Regions from separate parts of the Mus musculus genome. Here region 2 is linked to region 1. A link is a contact called in public targeted proximity ligation data. All regions are on one chromosome and are shown on one strand. The core of a region is the stretch at or near the end of the contact, and the rest is flanking DNA. Distances in the headings are between cores, read along the strand shown. Region 1 has its middle 24 kb from the start of Mbl2. Region 2 has its middle 87 kb from the start of Prkg1.

What was found.
Region 2: a contact with region 1 is called in a targeted proximity ligation map of pancreatic cancer cells. A contact is called at or near these places in 7 of 39 promoter capture datasets (cranial neural crest, embryonic stem cells, frontonasal cranial neural crest and 4 more), 42 of 484 Hi-C or Micro-C datasets (the 3T3-L1 cell line, 3T3-L1-derived adipocytes, the AML12 cell line and 23 more), 15 of 130 datasets of targeted methods (the NIH/3T3 cell line, astrocytes, embryonic forebrain and 9 more) and 3 of 9 other capture datasets (adipose tissue, embryonic stem cells and liver).

What each region holds. Positions count from the first base shown.
Region 1 is chr19:30,254,745-30,259,154 of GRCm38.p6, forward strand. No RefSeq gene overlaps it. Among named protein-coding and RNA genes, the nearest start is that of Mbl2, 24 kb to the left of the region's middle.
Region 2 is chr19:31,749,393-31,754,060 of GRCm38.p6, forward strand. It overlaps a transcript of Prkg1 not described here. Among named protein-coding and RNA genes, the nearest start is that of Prkg1, 87 kb to the left of the region's middle.

The sequences.
Region 1 (4,410 bases), core at 552-3,051:
TATATGATGTTGGCTGGTGTGGAGCTGACCATGTAGGGCCTCAAATGTCATGAGAAGAGGTATGATAAAAGTGGGTGTCACCAATGCAAGTGTGTCAGTGAGCCTGTTTACTTAAACTTCCTTAGCCCGAAGATATTCACCTAGGAACAAAGACTAAATAAATACAAAAGCCATCCCTGCCAGTTGGGGGGGGGGGGGGATGTTCTGAGCATTCCTCAGAGGATCAATAGGGACACATTGCAGGCCTGTCTTCCTCTTTCAACTACCTTGGAGCCTCAGGCTATGTTTGTATCTGTCAGTCTGGATTCACAGACAGAAACCTAGCAGTATCTGTCCCCTGAGAGGCTCCACCCAGCAGCTGACTGAAGTAAATGCAGAGACCCACAGCCAAGCATTAGAACAAGTTCAAGAAGTCTTGTGGATGAGTTGGGGGAAGGATTGAGAAACTTGGAGAAGACAGGCGCTCCACAAGAAAAACCAACAGAATCAACTTGACCTGGAACCTTGGAGGCTCCCAGAGACTGAACCACCAACCAAAGAGCACACAAAGGCTGGACCTAGGCCCCTTACACAAATGTCACAGATGCTCAGCGTGGTCTTCATGTGGGTCCCCCAACAACTGGAGTCTGAGCTTATCATGACTTTGTTGCCTGACTTGTAGATCCTGTTTCCCTAAGTGGGCTGCCTTGTCTGGCCTCAGTGGGAGAGGATATACCTAACCCTGCAGTGACTGGAGGTGCCAGGGTGGGTTGGTACCCAGGTGGGGACCTCTCCCTTCTCAGAGGTGAAGGAGAGGGGTGGTGGTGGGGCCATGTGAGGGAGGGACTGGGGGACGGTGCTGCAGTTGAGATGCAAAGTGAACAAATAAATTAACAAATGGAAAAAAGACAAAAAAAAAGAATTATTTTAAGGAATAATATGGTTCATAACAGATGTTCAGTAAAATTACTTTTCCTATTTGTGATAGATGCATCAACATAATAGAGGCTTCCTGTGAAGTGTCCGTGGATTCAGAGACAGGAAGCTTTCCTAAATGTTTTCATATTATGTTATCAGGAGGCATCAAAGCCTAAAGAAGGCAGTGAAGTCAGTGAGAAACAGCATCATTCTTCAGTAGAGCAAAGAGTTCAGATTTCAGTTGTGTCTTTTTAGTGTCCTTGCCAACGTACTGACGTTCTCTGTAAAGGTTTCCTCTCATGTAAACCGAGGTAATCGGAGGCGCTTCATACAGAGCTTGACAGGTGAGGATTTTCCACACAAGGTGGTAAGTGTGATTATTAGATTATAAATGTAAAGGACGTGTGAACCAGGGCCTCACAATTCCAATCTCGATGGTTTTTGTCTTTCACTTCCAGATGTCTGAAGCATTGAGTCGCAGTGAAGCCTCCATAGTTCATGTGCTTTCATTTCCCACTTTTGCTTAACGTCGGTAGCATCGAGGAGTCTTACTGTAAGCCTTTAAAGAGAGAGAGAGAACAAAATCCCCAATTCGTAGCTACTATTTCAACAAGTGGCTCCTTAAAAAAACAAAACCAAACAACCCCCCCTCCCCCAAAGCAAACCTTAGTTTTTACATTTTCAGTTTAAAGTTGGAGCTCATTAATCATTATCTGTGTCCATGTTCAAATATGAAGATTGTCCTACTGCTACAGTCCTGGGAGGGAGGGAGGGAGGGCCCTTGGGTTATTATAAAGCTGGAAGGCTATGGTGTTTAGTTTAAGCTAATGAAGGGAGCCTTGCAGTCAGGATGTGGAGTCACTCCCTGTGGCGAGGCTGTTAACTGGCCAGGAATGAGACATGTTTATAATTAGAGAAGCATTAGGTGTTAGTGATCTTGGCGACCAGGGAGCCTGTGCCCAGTGGACTAGTCAGGCTGGCTATTTCCTCTATCCGTCAAAGTCAGAAGCAGTGTAATGAGGGGTGGACGAGTAAATTCCTCGGAGCTGAAACTATCTATTAAAACATAACTACAGTTTCCGAGGAATAGCTTTGGAAATGACACAGTCTAAGAGCAAAATAGAGTAACAATACAGCAAAGCATTAGCCTGAAAGGTAGGCAGGACAGGGCAGAGACAGAATTCTCAGACCCATGAGGAGCAGAGGAGGAGTGTATGGTTTTGTTCCCCTTAACATTTCTTTTTCTGGGAAATAGGAGAGCCAGGAAAGTGCTTTTCCAGAAAATACATTTGTTGAAAGCAGAGAAAGTTGTCAAATAACTCCACGTTCTTCTGAAAATGTAGGCTCTGGGAAAGATGGAGGAATGCTAATTATTTTTCCTCCCCCTCCTCCTCTTCCTCCTTCTCCTTCTCCTCCTTCTCCATCTTCTTGTTCTTCTTCCACAGAGGAGAACACCAAAGTAGAGGATTGTAGGGATAATTAGTATCATGAAACATCGTTAATAAAAATACACTATATACATTAAAATATTTCTATTTTGTCTGTCTTATTTGGTACTTACTCCTAAATGAAGTAGTGACTTACTGTATTTTACACGAGTACCCGATTGTCACACAGCAATGTCTGCCCGTGACTCAGGTGTCTCCAGGCCCTGTGCTTGTAATAAATACATATGATACACGTTTCTCAGATCTCATCTATGCTGTGTTAATGCATGTTCCATGGAATTGTAACAGACACTTAGAAGTGGCCTTTGCAAAATTATTTTAGGGGCTAGAGAATTGGTTGAGTAGTTAAAAACATCTGCTAACTTTTCAGAGAGAGAGAGAGAGAGAGAGAGATCGAGCATGCAGCCCCCCCCCCCCCCCCGCATGCACACACACTAACTTGAATACCCACTTAGGCCTATCAAGAATTTAATAAAGCAGATTAAAAGCCTGGCACTTCTGTCTTTTTTTTTAAACCTGTATCTTGGCTTAAGGCATAGACGTAAATTACTATCTTAACTTTCTTCCTCAGTCACACTGAATTTCAGAACAAACCCTCCTAGGACAGACTGTCCTCTCAGATGAGGACAATTATCCCTGGAGACAAGGTTGGCCCCTCAGCAATGAACAGATCGATTATTTAACAGTTCCTGGGCTGTCAGAACTGAGACAACGATGATGAATCAATGACAGGCAGGACCACACGTCTGCTAGGACGACCTCTTGCCTTTGAAGTTAATCCTCACATCAGCATCTGGAAGATGGACTTGGGTCACTAGACCGCTTTATTTGTTCTTCTTCCCAGTGTGGTCACATCCAATGGCTCCCTTTCTGCTTGTCACCATGACTCATTTCTTTAATTGGCGTATAGGGACCAGCACTTTAGTCTAGATTATTGGGGCTACTAGAGCCCAGATTTTAACCTTCAAAGTTGTGCTTCTTCTAATCAGCTAGGCAGTATTGTAGGTTTTAAATACATTTATATGCATTCTTTTGCTTGTATTTGTGGAAATTCAAAAATAAGTTTTAAAAATGCCCTGTAAGGATAAAGTCACTTAGAACTAAGGCGTCAGGAGCAGTGGAGAAACATCTGGAGACACATGCTCCCTCCTTGTATCTACAGTAGCTTGAAGGTTTTGGTCTGAGATCTCTCCTGAGGGGAAACCAAGAGTCTCAACTTCACCACAGGAAAAAGTGACCTGGATGATGTGCCCATGCGAATCAGTCTTGGAGTTCACCAGGAAGCATGGATTAAGCATGGAGAAGAGCCCAGGAAAAGAACAAGACACTCCGAAGTGTGGGTGTCGGGTTATTAAGAGAGAGTTGGGAAACTCAGAAAGCAGCCGCATGTATGGTTCTGGTGACTCTCAAGTGACTTCTCACAGGGTTGTCGAGATAGGTTTTATTTATTAGTAAATGAGATAATAAAGTATTTTCTCACGTTCTTTGGACGACATTACAGCTGATAAAGTAACCCCAGGTCACAGGGATTGCACGGGAGGTTAAGATTGTGTGTGTGTGTGCAGCGTGTGCATATCTGTGTGCATGTGTATATGTAGGTGCCTGTGTATACAAATTCATGTGGACACCAGAGGTCAGCTCCAGGTAGACTTCTGTCACTCTCTTATTTTTCAAGTTAAATTTATCCTCTGACAATTTCCTATATGTCTGAAATACATTCTGATTGTTCCTCACCTCCTTCCTCTTCCCCCTCCATCAATTCTATTTTCCCTTCTTCACATCTTTGGTTGCGTTTTGTTACTACATTGCCACAGGCTAACTTAGTAAGCCCAGAACTGACTGGTTAGTTAGACTGGATGGCTTGTAGGATGTTCAGGTCTCCCCAGCTGCTCCATGAGAACTGCGGACGTGTGCCGAGTGCATCTGGACACGCTGATCATGCTTGTGTGGCAGGCACCTTGCTCATTTAGTCATCACCACAGTATGTTTAGTTTTTTTTTTTTTTTTTTTACTGTAAATAAAAGTTTGTGATGTTCCCAGAAATCTGGGAAAAGAGTCAGGTCAC
Region 2 (4,668 bases), core at 904-3,403, 1.5 Mb after region 1:
TCTCCTTGGAGCCCAGCAGACTTCAAAAGTTAGTCATAGCATTTCACTGGGGTCTGAGAAAGATAAACACAGACAGTACTGGGTAGTGAGTTACATATTGGTCACCTAAGGTTCACACCCACCCAGAAGTTGTAAATTAGAAGAAACTTACTTGAAACAAGGTCTTTATAGACATAATGAATAGTGTGCTTTCACGAGTCATAGCTGTGTTTTCACAAGTGGGAGACATAGACTCAACCACTGTGGAAGACAACTGTGCAGAAATAAAGAAGGTAGACAGTGGAGACCTATGAGCACAAGTCACAGAAGGCCCAAGATGGTCAGCAGCCTCCAAACACCAGGAAAAGAGCCTCCCTGCTAGCCTTCAATGACACCACATCCCTGCTGACACCTTGAATCTGAACTACTTGATGCCCACTGCCCAAACTACAAAAACACAAATTTCTGTAATATCAAACTCACTAATCATTGGCTTGACCAGACCCAAGTTATAGTGTGTGCGGACACAGGCCTTTCTGGACATTCCTACAAATGCAGTTCTCTTGAGGAGGTCAGGCACACATTTGGGAGGGTATCTAAATCACCCCCCATCCTGGAAATGGGGCCTTTTGATACTGTAAGTACTTTCATGTGCACTGCAATTTTAAAAAGATCAGAAGATCTCACAATGCCTAGTTTTCTCCATGCAGACCCACTGTGGATTATCATGCTATACAGTAGAAGAGCCCTGAGACCGGCGTTCTTCCAATGAGCTTTTGGATGCCCTGTCATGTATCTGAGCTCTGTCTCCTAATGTGCACAGAGCTCATGGAAACATAACAAATACTAGAAGCACAGCAGAGTGCCATGGGGTTGTGGACAGGGACAAATAAATTCATATGAGTCTGAGATGTGCATTCTTAAGCTTAATTAGTAGTTCTTATATTCCCATGCCATCAACTAAAAGTCCCTCTGAATGACATCCCTGACTTGGGAACGGGGTGGGGTTGGGGGGGGGGGTCTTGTCTCACTTTGCAGAGGTGAGACTAGCTTGGAGACATTAAACAATATGACTAATATACGATATCAGAAGCTTAAAATCCAGGGCTATGGAATCCCACACCTCCATATCTTGGCCTTTGTATTCATGCATGTGTACTGCCTGGAAGGGAATAATGGAAAGCGTCCTCTAGGTTTTCGTAGGCAACAAGAACACTCTATGATGTGATCCTTGTTAAAGTAGCACTAGCACATTGATTCTCGATACTGTGTGTAGCTGTACTTTGTTTATACTGAAATATTGAAAACTTGACTAGAGAAAATGAAAGAAGGAATAAATGAAAAAAGAAAGGAAAAGAGAAGAGAAGAGAAGAGAAGAGAAGAGAAGAAGGAAGGAAGGAAGGAAGGAAGAAAGAAAGAAAGAAAGAAAGAAAGAAAGAAAGAAAGAAAGAAAGAAAGAAAGAAAGAAAGAGAAAGAAGAGGGAAGGGAGGAAGGAAGGAAGAGAGGGAGGGAGGGAGGGAGAGAAAGAAAAAGAAAGAAAGAAAGAAAGGAAGGAAGGAAGGAAGAAAGAAAGAAAGAAAGAAAGAAAGAAAGAAAGAAAGAAAGAAAGAAAGAAAGGAAGAAAGGGAGAGAGGAAAGGGAGAGAGAAAAGAGGGAAGAACCAAAGAAAGAACTGGTTAAAATCTTGTGAGCTAGCTAGCTGTCTTCAAAGGTTCAGCCATGCAGATGCTGAATCTCTCAGGCAAACTAAACCTGAAAATCCGTGTTTGTTTGGTTCAGAGAGCCCATAGCCACAGAGCAGGCCCTAGCACAGCTCAGTCTGTTTATCTAGGAGCTTCTAGAATTCCTTCCTAGAGTACAAGTTTGTAAAAAGCTGTGGTGAGAGGCAAGAGTATGAAACATGCCCAGAAGGACAGAGACTCTTCCGTGGATGGGACTGAAAATCAAGTAAGTCCTAAATGTGGCCAACGCAGCGTCCCATCCGTGACTCCTGAAATGACTTCTAAAATGGGGTCACAACTACTCCAGAGAGCAGAAGTAGATCCAAGTGTGGGCTGAGAAATATGGCAGGAACACACATGGGTCCATTCCTGGCACGGAGTTAAAAGCACGTTACATATTTGGTGAATGAGGTCAGACACGGTAAACAATGGCAGTCAGTGCTGCGTTTGTTGAATGACTGCTCTGAACAGGGCACTCAGCTAAATCTTTCTCATGCGTGAGCTCATTTAGGCCTGTCAACAACCGTGGGAGGTTTTTTAAACAACTGAAGAGGCCAAAGCTTTGGATATGCTTTCTTGTATGACATCAGTCTAAGAGCACAGAACATGGCTCTTTGATCTCCAAACGACTTCATATGTCTTCCTACATGCTAACGATCAGGCTGCCCTGGGAGAAATGAAATCTAGAATAATATTTGTTCACATAGAAAAACTCAGATGTAATGAAAAATTAGTCTCTAAACTGCAAGCAGGCACTGGGAACTCTCAAAGGTACAAGCTTAAAGGTAACTAGAGATAGGGATACACGCCAGAGCATTCAGTAAGAGCGTTCTTCCCCATGGCTGTCAGGTACGGAGACAGGCATCTACTGTGCTGTGGGGATAGCTGCATGGCCCCTAGTTCTTTCTGCAATCCTGCAATGCCACTGGTTGGCAATTCAGAGCATGCCTGCACACATAGATAATGAGAGGACAGAAGGACAAAGCTGGAAAATAAGGAACCAAGCAAGAAAGTGCAACTATCCACAGTGTGGCTGCAGTCATGTCCCAGCTATGCAGGACATGCTCTCTAAGCAACCCTTCCGGCACTTCTGTGTCCTTCCTAAATCTGACGCAAGCAGTCCCTCAGCATCCCTGCTTTACTGCTATCCCTCATAAGCAATGTGTGGCAATAATTCCTTTAAGCCTCTAGTCTTCGAGAAGCAGCTTTTCTAGAATCTTCTAGAGTTAGAGGGGTGTACAACTGGCAATGAGCAGTCCATGTAATTTGCATCACTAAGTCAAACTGTATATGTGTATAAACATATCCATGTATGTGTATATGTATATGTGTGTATATATATATATATATTTATATGTACGCATTTACATTTTATTAGGACACGGTTACAGCACCTTATCTTGTCATCTCTGCTTGTCCTGTTTCAGTTTACACACACCTCCTCTCCCTTGGTTCACTTAGTGTTATGTTTAAGATACTTTTCAAAGGGGTGAGTATAGGAGACATAAGGGACTTGCCATCTAACCACAGATCAGTCACTAACAAGCGTCTGTGGTTGGCACATCAGATTCCTTTAAAACCTCCAGATCTCCCGTTTGTTTGTCACAATGTTTGTTTGTTAATCCACAAGGGTGAACAGGATATTTCCTAAAATCGATTCTGGGCAGTAGTGACTTCCAAAAGCAAATTGTTGGGGAAGCCTTCTGCCCCTGTAAAGGTTTTCTTACGGGAGAGCTAGTGATCCACTGAGAGCTTTATGCTTACCATGAATTCACACACAGCCCTGGCCCATATCTGCACATGAAGCTTACAGGAAACGCCATCCATGTCTTTGCAAAAGAGTCAAAATCAACTTCAAGGAAACAAGTAGTTTATGTAAAGTCACACAATCTGTGTGTGAAAGAATTCTCCAAGCCTGTGAACATCAAGGCCATTAGTGTGTTGGTCACTATCTACTTCTGGATTAGACTGAGTTGAAATTTCTCTTCTGCCTACCCTCTCAAGGTTTCTTTCCCTTATTTTAATTTTATTGGAAAGAGGAGATTAAAATCCATGCATAAAAGCACTTGTCTCCAATACTAACAACCAGCCTTTTAAATCTGGGACCCACATGATAGAAGAAGAGAGCTAACCCTCTCCCATAAACTGTCCTCTGACCTCCATATGTGTACCATGTCACACGCGTGCTGAAATATAACACACACATTTTTATAATACAAATAAATAAATGCAATTTTTCAGAAATCCAAGTAAAACTCATAAAATCATTCATATTATTGGATTCTCGTTCAAATAAGTACTAGTAAGCATACCTCTCACCAACTCTAGATCAATATCTCAACATTGACAGAGAGAGAAAAACAAAACAAAACAAAACAAAACAAAACAGAGAGAGATGGGGGAAAGGAGGAGAGGCTGTAATGGAAATCTTAGCCTATAAAAAGTAAAATCTGCTCTGTGACTCCAATACCATATATGTCCAAATCTTCCCACCAGTCTTAAAAAAAAAAAAAAAAAAAAAAGAAAGAAAATGTAGCAGAGAGACTTGGAATTTGTTATTTTCCCAAGTGGGAGAGCAAGTTCCTCAGAGTCCTTCAAGTATCAAAGTTTTATTCTAATGCAAAGAAAAACAAATCATTGCGATCCCTGCAGAACGCCTTTGTTATATGAGCAGTAGACGCATACAACTTCAGCCTTACTTTCAAAGCCACATCTTGGGGCCTGGGGATTTTTCCTCAATTTACAAAACCGCATAGAAAGGCATCGATGCTACATGGATTTGTAAATCTGAAAAATAGAGGGACGCGTAAATCGTGTCGCTTTAAGGAGTGTGTGTTCTTGTGACCATAAGTCAACAGGAAAATACATCAGACATTCACCTTGCTTCTAAGATTGTTACGTAACCGATGTCTTTTTGAGAGAACTGTCTTTAATGTTGTAAAGCTTATGTTCTGTGGAGCTACTAGC